Linked DNA regions of Hordeum vulgare: region 2 is linked to region 1. The links are chromatin contacts, called in public Hi-C maps. All regions are on one chromosome and are shown on one strand. The core of a region is the stretch at or near the end of the contact, and the rest is flanking DNA. Distances in the headings are between cores, read along the strand shown.

The links. Hi-C and Micro-C count contacts between places; a contact is called where the count stands out from the background.
Region 2: a contact with region 1 is called in a Hi-C map of leaf, with 2.9 times the contacts expected there. The contact joins the promoter of LOC123407259 here to the promoter of LOC123411547 in region 1. A contact is called at or near these places in 4 of 6 Hi-C or Micro-C datasets (leaf and seedling) and 1 of 1 datasets of contacts at active chromatin or transcription factors (embryo).

What each region holds. Positions count from the first base shown.
Region 1 is chr7H:516,513,916-516,520,418 of MorexV3_pseudomolecules_assembly, reverse strand. LOC123411547 (LRR receptor-like serine/threonine-protein kinase HSL2) reads left to right here and starts at 2,935. Exons shown (of 2, transcript XM_045104513.1): 1 at 2,935-5,653; 2 at 5,741-6,462. The coding sequence starts at 3,016. The coding sequence ends at 6,207.
Region 2 is chr7H:516,862,179-516,868,332 of MorexV3_pseudomolecules_assembly, reverse strand. It overlaps LOC123407259 (SPX and EXS domain-containing protein 1-like), which reads right to left and starts at 3,129. Exons shown (of 14, transcript XM_045100355.1): 1 at 2,765-3,129; 2 at 2,485-2,611; 3 at 1,705-1,743; 4 at 1,527-1,619; 5 at 1,296-1,412; 6 at 583-678; 7 at 1-21. The coding sequence starts at 2,550.

The DNA of each region.
Region 1 (6,503 bases), core at 1,686-4,185:
TGATATTGAAATATGTAACCCGTTCGCGTGGTTATCACTTACCTTATGATGCATACCGCACAAGAAGTTGATCATGTTATTGCACTAGGAAAAACCTTGCTTTCCGCAAATTGCCTATTGGTATCATATCATGTTTCATTATTGCCTTGTTCCACATCATGGGTTGCTTGCGAGTACCTTCAAAGTACTCATTCGCTTGCCACTGGTTATTTAATTGGCCAGGCATGGAAGAGCAGGAATTTGGAGAAGAGTTCGTCAGTGACGAACATGCAAACTAGGACGCTTCCCAGTCAGAATGCCTGTAGGTTAAGGCAGAGGGCATGGGTTCATGCTTTCATTCAAGATGTCCGCTGTTAGTTGTGTTTGGTGTGTCGGCCTTCGAGGCCCTATCTATGTAAGACTTGACCTTAATGGTCCTTATTTGTATCATACGGTATGTATGGATGTAAGAATCTTGTTATTCAGCTTGTGTGTTCAAGTGAACATTGATCTCTAGGATCACTGTACACGTGCATTCGGTGATCACAACTTACAAGTCGGGGTCCCCAAACATGATCATAGATCATATTGGTGTTTATGTTTCTACACGTGTAATTGGCTTTTCCTCGGGATCTCATATTCAAGAACTAATGTAATTATAATACATAAATATAAAATTATTTGCGAACACGGAAATAACGTAGTAATATTTTATTATTGTCTTTAGGCATATTTTCAATAGTCTTCCACTTGCATTAGAGTCCAGAATCTAGTTATATCAGTTTCCCAACACCAATGGCATTTTGGTGTTGCTCATGCTTTATTTGTGGTATAGACTTCATCAATAAATCTCATATTTTCAGATCCATCTTTATATTGCATATCTTTGTGTCTCAATGCTCCATGAAAATTCATAAATTATGTGGAATCTACTTTTTGTATATGGCTGAACTCCTTGGAGGGCCTTGGCTTCTTGGCCTGAACTATGGCACGCTATTTTTATTTCTTAATAGTGCTCCATTGACTCTAGCACACTTGAAAACATACCAAGCTCGGTGACGATCTTCTTTAGTTGAAACACCATTCATTCTTGCTTCCAAAGTGTCAATATACTTAGCCTCCGCTATAAAACTGACCACCTTTTTCTGCTCGGAACAATTCGAACTTACTGTGTCACCATTCTGTATAATCAGAAAACCTTGATTGAAACTGAACATCGTCTGGATCGAAGGTGAAGATGGCACGAGCGGTTCCTGAGGCCTCGCGCATCCATTGCCGCGCGTCGCCACGGGCCTGCCACCCTACGACCGACGCATGACCATCAACACCAAACATAAGACTACTCACAATGGGGAGCAACATACAGTAGTAACATACATATGTTACTAGTCTAAGTTACTACCTCCAGAGTGGATAGTAACATAGGGGTACTAACATTGAGCCTTTCATTTATTAGCCTATAGAGTCATTTTGCCTTGGCATCCGCTATGTTACTCCTAGTATGAGTAACATGCTAAGTTACTCCTAGTATGAGTAACATGCTAAGTTACTCGGTTTCTCTCTCTTCTCATTAATTAGTTGCCACATCATATTTCTTGCTTAGGTGGCATTTATGTTACTATCTATGTTACTCTCATTATGGGTAGTCTAAGGGGTGTAGCTGCCGCTAGGAGCCGTTGTTGGGGTCCCCGCAGCCATCTCGGAGCTATTGCCACAACACAGGGGGAGTAAAGACACCGCCGTCTCATGGGAGGGTGCCGGAGCCAGTCGAAGTGCCCCGCCGCAACCATTCCGGAAGTCGGCGCTCGTTTCCTCGCCGATCGCTCTTCTTGTGGTGATGAGGTGGGGAGGGCGGCGACGACATGATCTAGGGGGTCCTCCGTAGCCGCCAAGGAGGAAGACGAGGGGATGAGGGGGTTGGTGGCTGTTTTTTCTCGCGAGAGATTGCTACACCTCATGACTTCCCTATACTAACTTGGCAAAACAAGTTTCTTTGATAATCTACTCCCTCCGCCCTGATTTGTTAGTCTCTCTTTTGTTTTGGGTCAAACTTTGGTCTTTGACTTAACTATCAAAATATAATTTATATACCACAAAAATAGTATCATTGAAAACCTTTTTCAAATATGAATTCAACAATATAATTTTATGTGACATACAATTTCTATTTATTAGTCAAATCTACGGTCAAAGCATGACACCAAATTCGAAGGGGACAACAAAGCGAGACCAATGTACGAAAGTCCTATTCTAAGTCGGAGCTCAAATGCTTCATGATAAACAGTAAAATTAGAAGAAAAAAATACATTTAAAAAAATGCTGATTTTTTTGAGATAAGCTTTGATAAATATTTCATATGCATGCAAAATTTAAGTATGAAATGACATTCGTGAAATGCATGGTGAAAAGAATCAGCACTTCAAAATGTTTTTAAAACTAGCATTTTTGAAACATCAATTTTTTTGTCAGGCCTTACACGAATGTCATTTCGTGCTCAAAATTTACATGCATACAAAACGTTTGTCAAAGATTATAAAAAAATCAGATTATTTACTATTTGTTTCGATTTTACTGTTTATCGGGGATCATTTGAGCTCCGGCTGATATACTCCATGTAGGTTCTATGCACCCTGTGGATACACCGGCGACTAACCAAACTATTGTCGAACAATCCATCACGCCAGTCGTCGTCTCAGATACAAACAAAAAGACAAACGTAATAACCAGATTAATATTAATAGTGCCATAGCAACATCCAGCATCTCGTTTATCACTAGACAGATCGACAGACAGAACCAAAGCCGATGTGAGCGTTCAGTAAGTGGCCACTAATCAATCATTCCATCCCCACCACACCGAGGCGCATGCCCCCACGGCCGACGACCGACGACTCGTTGACTCGCGCCGCCCCGCCTTGCCTTTTCACACGTATATGAGCGCATCACTCACTCCCACCACCTCAGCTCACCGGTGTCCCCGTCCGTCATCACCTCACCTCACAGTCACCGGCCGCCCAAGCAACTTCCGACTAAAATAATGCAGACCACCTATCCCCTCCCGCTTCTGCTCCTCGCCGTCCTCCTCCTGGCCGGCGAGTCGAGCTCGCAGCCCGCCTCCGGCGACCAGGGCGCCCTCCTCGCCATCAAGAAAAACTGGGGAAACCCCGCGCAGCTCGCCTCCTGGGACCCCGCCGCGCACGCCGACCACTGCAACTGGACCGGCATCGCCTGCGAGGGCGCCGGCGCCGGACCGCGCGTGGTCACGGGGCTATCCTTGCCGAAGCTGAAAATTAGCGGCGACGTGCCGCCGTCCGTGTGCGACCTGGCGAACCTGGCCCTCCTCGACCTCTCCTACAACAACCTCACCGGCGCCTTCCCCGGCGCCACGCTCTACCGCTGCGCCCGGCTCCGGTTCCTCGACCTCTGCAACAACGGGTTCGACGGGGTCCTCCCGGATGACATCGGCCTGCTGTCGCCGGTGATGGAGCGCCTCAACCTCTCCAGCAACCACTTCTCCGGCGCCGTGCCGGCGGCGGTAGCGGGGCTACCGCTGCTCAAGTCGCTGATTCTTGACAACAACCAGTTCACCGGGGCGTACCCGGCGGCCGAGATAAGCAAGCTCGCCGGCCTTGAGGAGCTGACGCTTGCCTCCAACCCTTTCGCGCCGGCGCCTGCGCCGCACGAGTTCGCCAACCTAACCAGTCTGACCTACCTCTGGATGTCCGAAATGAACATGACCGGCGAGATCCCAAAGGCTTACTCGAGCCTAGCGAAGCTTCAAACGCTCGCTATGACGGGGAACAAACTCACCGGCGAGATCCCGGCGTGGGTCTGGCAGCATCCAAAGCTCGAGAAGTTGTACCTGTTCACCAACGGACTCACCGGCGAGCTTCCGCGCAATATCACGGCTTTGAATTTGATGGAGCTTGATGTATCGACGAACAAGCTCACCGGAGAAATACCGGAAGACATTGGTAACCTCAAGAACCTGATCATATTGTTCATGTACACCAACCAGCTCACCGGCACCATTCCGGCAAGCATGGCGACGCTCCCCAAACTCAGGGACATCCGGCTATTTGAAAACAAGCTCTCCGGCGAGCTCCCGCAGGAGCTCGGGAAGCACTCGCCGCTCGGCAACCTCGAGGTCTGCAACAATAACCTCTCTGGCCGGCTCCCGGAGTCACTCTGCGCCAACGGGAGTCTCTACGACATCGTCGTCTTCAACAACAGCTTCTCCGGCGAGCTCCCGAAGAACCTCGGCGACTGCGTCCGGCTGAACAACATCATGCTCTACAACAACCGCTTCTCCGGCGAGTTCCCGGCCAAGATATGGTCATTTCCGAAGTTGACCACTCTGATGATACATAACAACGGTTTCACCGGGGCTCTGCCGGCCGAGCTATCCGAGAACATCTCGCGGATTGAGATGGGGAATAACAGATTCTCTGGCTCTTTCCCAACGTCGGCAACCGCGCTGAGCGTGTTCAAGGGGGAGAACAACCAGCTCTACGGCGAGCTACCGGACAACATGAGCAAGTTTGCCAACCTTACTGAACTGTCGATGTCAGGCAACCAGCTGACTGGTTCCATACCAGCATCAGTCAACTTGTTGCAGAAGCTTAATTCTCTCAACTTGAGCCACAACCGGATGTCCGGCATCATTCCACCTTCCAGTATCGGGTTGCTTCCATCGCTGACGATCCTTGATTTGTCCGGCAACGAAATCACCGGTGTCATACCGCCGGACTTCAGCAACCTGAAACTAAACGAGCTCAACATGTCGTCAAACCAGCTCACCGGCGTGGTGCCGCTCTCGCTGCAGAGCGCGGCATACGAAACCAGCTTCCTCGCCAACCACGGGCTCTGTGCTAGGAAGGACTCGGGAGTAGACCTCCCCAAATGCGGCAGTGCCCGTGACGAGCTCTCGAGGGGCTTGATCATCCTCTTCTCCATGCTCGCCGGCATTGTTCTCGTCGGCAGCGTGGGCATCGCATGCCTGCTCTTCCGGCGGCGGAAGGAGCAGCAAGAGGTGACCGACTGGAAGATGACGCAGTTCACCAATCTGCGCTTCACCGAGTCTGATGTGCTCAACAACATCCGCGAGGAGAATGTAATCGGCAGCGGCGGGTCCGGGAAGGTGTACCGCATCCACCTGCCTGCCCGTGCCGCCGCCGGCGGCGGCGACGAGGAGCACGGCGGCGGTAGCAGGATGGTGGCCGTGAAGAAGATCTGGAACGGAAGGAAGCTGGACGCGAAGCTCGACAAGGAGTTCGAGTCGGAGGTGAAGGTGCTGGGCAACATCCGGCACAACAACATCGTGAAGCTGCTCTGCTGCATCTCCAGCCAGGACGTGAAGCTGCTCGTCTACGAGTACATGGAGAACGGCAGCCTCGATCGGTGGCTGCACCACCTCGAGCGCGAGGGCGCGCCGGCGCCGCTGGACTGGCCGACGAGGCTGGCCATCGCCATCGACTCGGCCAAGGGGCTCAGCTACATGCACCACGACTCCGCCCAGTCGATCGTGCACCGGGATGTCAAGTCCAGCAACATCTTGCTTGACCCGGAGTTCCACGCCAAGATCGCTGACTTTGGGCTCGCACGGATGCTTGTCAAGTCCGGCGAGCTGGAGTCCGTGTCGGCCATCGGCGGCACGTTTGGGTACATGGCCCCAGGTGAGAAGCTCAAATTCATTAAGTTGCCATGTCAACTTGTGAAAATTCATTATTGATTGTAGTGCTAATCGGGGTGAACTTGTGCAGAGTATGCTTCCAGGCTGAGGGTGAACGAGAAGGTTGACGTCTACAGCTTTGGTGTGGTTCTGCTGGAGCTGGTCACCGGCAAGGTGGCGAACGACGGCGGTGCTGATTTGTGCCTGGCAGAGTGGGCGTGGCGGCGGTACCAAAAAGGCCCTCCGTTCAGCGACGTGGTCGACGAGCACATCCGTGACCCGGCCAACATGCAGGACATCCTGGCCGTGTTCACCCTCGCCGTGATCTGCACGGGGGAGAACCCTCCGGCGCGGCCGACCATGAAGGAGGTCCTGCAGCACCTCCTCCGGTACGACAGGATGTCTGCTCAAGCAGAGGCGTGCCAGCTGGACTACGTCGACGGCGGCGCGCCGCTGCTCGAGGCGAAGAAAGGCAGCCGGAGGAGGGACGTGTCGGATTCTGGCAGGTGGGACGACGACGACGAGGACAGCGGCAACTTCGTGGTGCACGCGGTCTAGCTAGCATAGGCGTACGCCCGCCCGCCCACGAGAGCAGTTCATGTGTACAGTAGCACTGAAGAGTGCACAGTAAGCTAGAGCTCGTCCATGTCAATCCATGGAGACGCGGAGCTCTTAGCACTAGCGCTGTAAATATGCATCTTGAGTGTAGCAATAAGTGTGGAGAAGGCGTCAAGGTGAACGAAGAATGTTACCAACCCTGTATCATACGCCGATCTACGGGAAGAGCCGAGCGCAAGTATCTGAAGTTCTGAACTGAGCGCCGGTGCATGTATCTCGTTTGGCTGCAAGCCTGT
Region 2 (6,154 bases), core at 1,880-4,379, 350 kb before region 1:
AAGGATAGCATACAAAAGAACCTGCAAAGAAACAGAAAGATACGTCAGTTTAATCACCCCAGATTTGAAAAGTAACACATTGCTAAAGAATGCGAAGAATGCACCGCGAGGTTTTTCCCGTTTCCAAGTTGAGGGAGGAACAAGTAGACCTCGCAGCAAGCAGGCAGCAATATGTGTGCATGTATATCAATTGTTTTCGAGGGTAGATATACATCAATTTCTGTTCTTGCACTTAAACCGTACTAAATGGACCTTTTGCTTGATATGATTCAGGAAAATGGCTTCTATTTTTAAGAAAAGTAGGCTATGTGCAGTGAAGTGCTGTGCTAAAGAAACATACAATGGACAAACTACCACTCAGATCTTCTATTATGACAGGATGTAAGTTCCAATTTATCAATTAGCACTGCATATCCAGTCGGACATACTCAGTGGGAGACTAATTTTAGTATCTCAATCTCAATAATACTATAGCTCTGCGGATCATATTTCTGCACACTGTAGAGGCCAAAATATCTCATGAACTCCGGCACAGAAGAAGAAAGCATGACATGAAAAGATACAACGGGCTGGATATTACACTGGTTGAGAAGCAGCAAGTGACACTTCCCCATGTGAGTACAGATATAGGTAAGCTGTCATACTTGTGGGAACAATTAAAGTAAGCCAAGTAGCACACTGTCAATAAGACAAAAAAAAGGTTACTTTGGCAGAATAATACGTCAGACAGAAGTAATATGAGAATTTGTACATCACAGTATTAACATAAAGAACATGGATGAATGCAGAAACAACAACATAAAACACATATAATAGAAATGGTCATGATACAGATACAGGTTAAAGAAAAGAGAGCCAGGTTCAAAAAGAGGGGCACTCAACACTCACATTAGAAAATGCAATACGCACATGTCATTCTCAAGAATAATTATCCGAATGAGGCATGTTCTTTGAGAAACTACAGTAGGTATTATCTATGAGTGTAGTTGCACTGCCAAAAAAATGGATTGGCAACTAAGGTGAAATGCTGTGGTCTTGGAAGTTAACATCAGCACAAACGTGGTAAGGAAACATTTTGCAAACTCAAGACGCTGTCACAAGTCACAATAACTGTAAGGCACATAAATTATTTAAGAAATGTATACAGCAAATATCCTATGGAATGAGTAGAACATGTTGCCTATGGATAGCTATGTCAGTTCAAACGCACCAAACATGAATATTAACTTCAGCAAGTCCAGACTACAGCAACATTTTAAAATGCAAATGCAATCAAGAGAGATCAATAGGCATACCCTCCAAATTTCTCGGTGTGATAAGTGTGTTTGCGCGAGATCAAACACTTTTACATAATTCACTGATGATTGTGCAAAGACCCACAGATTCACTCCCCATAACCAAATCATAAGTGCCTACAATAAGAACACTAAGCACAGTTACATAGATGCACAGGTAGGTGTTTGATTTTCTGTCTTAACATGTATTTCCCTTGAGCATAACACAAATACAGTAATAAAAAAACTCACCACAAGGAAGAGAGGGTTATAGTATAAGAAAACCTCATACAGAAATAAATCTCGAAGATCAGCACTCATCCTCATAACCGAGTCCCACCCTATCTGTAATCCCAAGAGTATTACCAATTACCACACGATCGATTCATGCATGAAAATAAGGTTATGAAACTATCGTAGAAAGACTGACCTTGCAACAGCATAAACCCCACAGGAGAAACAATATAGCCTGGAAAAAAGACAGGTTGATAAGCAATTTGACGGATAAAGTCCAGGCAGATGTGAAATCAATAAAACAGGATATTTTGGATACATTTAGTCAGTTTATACAGTGGAGCAGGTTAATATATATACATATAATTCTACAAGGACGTGTAAATGTATTTGAGCCTCTAAGAGGATATTCGATAATAAGTCATTGAGGAAAATAAGCAGCAGCTCCGACAGGACAATGGCGATCCTGAATGGCCATTTACAAGGCACGATCCAGAGCTCTAATAGCTGTATCATCATAGCGTGATTGTTCTGTAACGAACAAACGCGCATCTTAGACTAGCAGAGAGCTAGGCATGGCATGAGTCTGAGCCCCATTTTACAAAGCTTGCATATTTAAGGCAGTGAAAAGAGAGAAGCGTCAGGTGTGAAAAGAGAGGGACGTCTTACGATCCAGAGCTCTAATCCCTTCTCTTTTCACTGTTCAGGCAGTGAAAAGAGAGAGACGTCTTACGATCCAGAGCTCTAATCCCTTCTGTTTTTTCAACTTTGCTCATGAAAAGAGAGGGTATTAATTGACCCATTTTCGGGAGCGGGTACATTACGCTACTACAGTATTTGCAGACAAATGTATGCAATGGGTATAGCAAGCACAGACCATCTGAAATCAGAGCTCAAGTGTGTGAAACTTAGGCTTACAACTTAATACATTCCACAGCACGGTAGGGGAAAACCAGTTGTCGAAAGGCTAACCTACCTTAAACCGCCAAAGAAAAAGCGGCGAAGGCATGCCCACAACCGCGGGGACGGACGCGCCCTTCATCTCGCCGCCGATCCCGGGCCTCTGCGCGCGCAGGCGCGGTGCCTGCGCCTCCGCAGGAACCCTGCGCACGGATAGATTAATCGCACCGGATCAGCAACATGCAACGAAATCCGCGAGCAATCCAGAAACGGACGAGCACAGGTTAGAGCGGAGCGGGATCTCGCCGCTCTCCCACGAATCAGGCCCAGCCAGAGCCGGTGCCGCGGTGGCTTACCGGGAAGCAACAGCCCGGATCTCCACCTGAACAGGGGAGAAACCGCCCACGGGGTGAAAGAAAGGCACTAGGCAAGCCAAACGTCTGGGGTCTCGCCGACGAGCGCACCTGCCGCCGGCTAGGGGAATGGCGAGCAGAATCGTCAGAACTGGATCGGATTGAAAACCTGACGAATGATTTGGCTGGGTTCTGGCAAGGATCTGCCGGATCTGAAGCGGTTGCTCCGGAGCTCCCCTGACCCCTCGTTGCCCTTCAGCCAGCCGCCCCAGCAACGGAGGAAGAGATCCGGGAGGTCGCCGGTCGCCTTCGACCGTGCAACTAGCAACAGCGGGGAGGAGACCCGCAGAGATGAGAACACATGACAAGCACGCATCTTAAAGCATGCACCCCTTTCCTATAAGCGACTTACGAGCATGATTGGCATGCCAGTTTGACAAAAAGTTACTAACTTCTGGTAAGTTTTGATTTTTGCCAAATGTTGTCGTCAAATCAATCATGCTCGCAACTTTGCATTTACATGATGTGCTTATCAGTTTGTTCGATGAGTATTTTCATGTGCTTTCACACTAAACCATATAAAAGCATCTATAATCGGACGTCCCAAACTCATTCAAATACCTCGGCGGACGACTCAATAGTGACGGGTACAAAAGAGTGATCTAGATGGACGCCTCAAACGAGCTTCAAATTTTCGGGCTAACCGGCACCGTCCATATCCAGTCCAAATATGAGGTGGATATAGGGATGGTCAGGCTGGTATGGATGTGTTTGTCGTGTTGGACCCGGCATGCATACCCCACAACAAATTCACCCCCTCGATTACCGGATCCATGTGCTCTCTCCTCTCTTCTTCCTTCTCCACGTCAGACGTCTTGCAGCTCTACCGCCACCCTTGCTCTACGTTCGTTCCGAGCCTTGGTACCGCCACGGCCGGCACAATAATCCTCTCCCATGTGCTCGTCCCCGCGGAGGCGCAGATATCATCGGCTGCCGGACGTCGTCGTGATACGTCCGGCAACTCTCGGGCTGCTCCTTGCCCTTTGTGTGTTCGACAAAATGTCTAACCCCTTTTTTATTTATTTATAGAAAAATCATGAATTCCGATGCTTCGCCCAACAAGGAGTATGGACCAACGGGGCTTGATAAAACGATTGAAGCTGAGTTCTTTGATTCGTTGGATCCGGGCGAAGAAGTGGGCATGATCATACTCATGAGCATGCAAGAGGAAATGATGAGGACATTGATACCATTGTTACACCGGCTATGCCTACTGGACGAGTTACTAGAGCTCGCGCACGCCGATTGAATTACCACATACTTTCATTTTTTGGGAATCTTTCTAATGTTCCTGAACATATGATTCCGCCTAAATTGGATACTTTTGTTTTGCTCACGAATGAAGGACCTAGCATGGACAAGGAGGATGGCCATTGGAGTGGGATCAAGCATGGAGGGGGAGGTGCATACGCGGGAAAGAATAAGGGAGCTTCTAGTGGTGATTTTCGGACTTTGAAGCCACCATAAGGAAAGCATGAAGGCTTGGACGAAATATACAAGATGACACTTCATAAAATTCGTCCATAGGCTATTATAGGTGTGGCGTCACCTTATTTTTGAGACAGGCCCATGCAATTTTGAAATACTACCACATAGGCTGTTTTTATAGACCGTATGTGTGGGGAAACCAAGTTTAGGGTCGTTTTCGGATCCCTCCTCCAAGGGTCACGAAAAACCCTCTCTATTCCCTCATATATACAACCCTTAGGGCACCGCTTAGACTTGGGTTTTGTTTAGATTACAAGTTCTGTCGGGGGGATAACCCCGGGGTAGGCTCATCAGGCCTACTCCTTTGCCTTCAACCAAGAAGGAATAGCAAGAACCATTATGCAAAGCCCAAGTCCCCCTGGCCGGCTAGGAAGTACCTGCCGGCTAGGGGCGAGACGGCCAACTCTCTGGCCGGCCAGGAAGCACCTGCCGGCTAGAGACGAGACAGTTACCTCCCTCTGGCCGTCTAGGCCAAGCTGGCCGGCTAGAGGCGAGGCGGCCGTACCACGGCCGGCTAGTCAAGCGACTAGCTGGCTAGGGAGCTCAAGTCACATCAGACCGTAGGTCATGACGAGACCCTACGGTTAAAGGTGGCTATTGGATCGGGATGCACGGCAGGTACAGCATCAGCGTCCACGCCGCTGACCTCCTCCGGCTCCGATCGATCACTGTGCATAGTGTCGGCCCGTCAAACTCCCACTCCATTACTGCACTCGGCGCGGGAACAGTGGAGACGGGTGTACTGTCTGCCCATGACGATTCTCGCTAGACGACGCCGAACCCACATGTGTCCTGCATCAACCTCACGCGAGATCCTTACTGGCTAGCCGGCGGGTCCCACAGCCAGACGAGACCTCGCAGCCGGCGGGCCCCTCCAACGACAAGACAAGACCCCCGTGGGCCCCCTGGCCAGCCGGGTCCCACTCTTGTACTTTTATCCATATTGTAGGTCGGTGGGTTCGTCTATAAAACCCCTCGGGCCCCCTCCATGCAGAGGGTCGGTCAATTCAGCATACACACACACCACATAGGAGAGGCAGACGCGAGCCGGCAGCTCCTTCTTCCTCCTCCGCAATACAGCTCCAGGAGCACTTGTAGTCACATTCATACATCATACACTCCGGCATGATTAGTGGTATTATCTCTATGGAGAGCCCTGAACCTCGGTACATCGTGCGTTCCATGCTTGTACCATCCTCGTTCCCAGCGCCCTCCGGTGCCACTTCGGTTCCCACCATCTTTAGCCTACCCATGGCTTATGTTGTGAGTAAACACGAACATTTGGCGCCCACCGTGGGGTCGTCCGCGGCATCGCTCGGATTTACGCGCTGGGCGGGGCCCTGCACTTGCACCGCCGGATGCATCGCGTCCGGACCGATCAGCATGCCCGTGGAGCCTGCTATTGATGAGGCTTCGCCCATGTTGATCGACGTCCCAGTCCGTCATTCGGATTCCGATGGGGAGTCCGACGACGAGTCGCTCCCCAGCGTCGTCATCGCTGTTGTTGAGAACCTCAGGATTCTCTTCAGCGACCTACGTCTCGACGATGGCCCTCGCTACCCTGGCGAGGACTTCGACGTCGAGGCATCAAGCGCCAACTTTAGTAGGCTCTCCCTCGCGGAGACGCCTGCATTCGACACGTACCCTAGTGACATGCTCGTCTTCGACGGTCCACCGTCATCTGCGGGGCGCCTTGCCCCGTATCACGTCGCCGTCGTCTCCAACGTCGTGGGGGTGATGGTCATTGGCGCTGGCAACAGCAAGGCTCATGGCAAGGCGTCGGCTAACGCTGGTGAGCCTGTTGCTGTCTCCGCCGACACGCTTCATGCCGCCCTTGACGGCTTG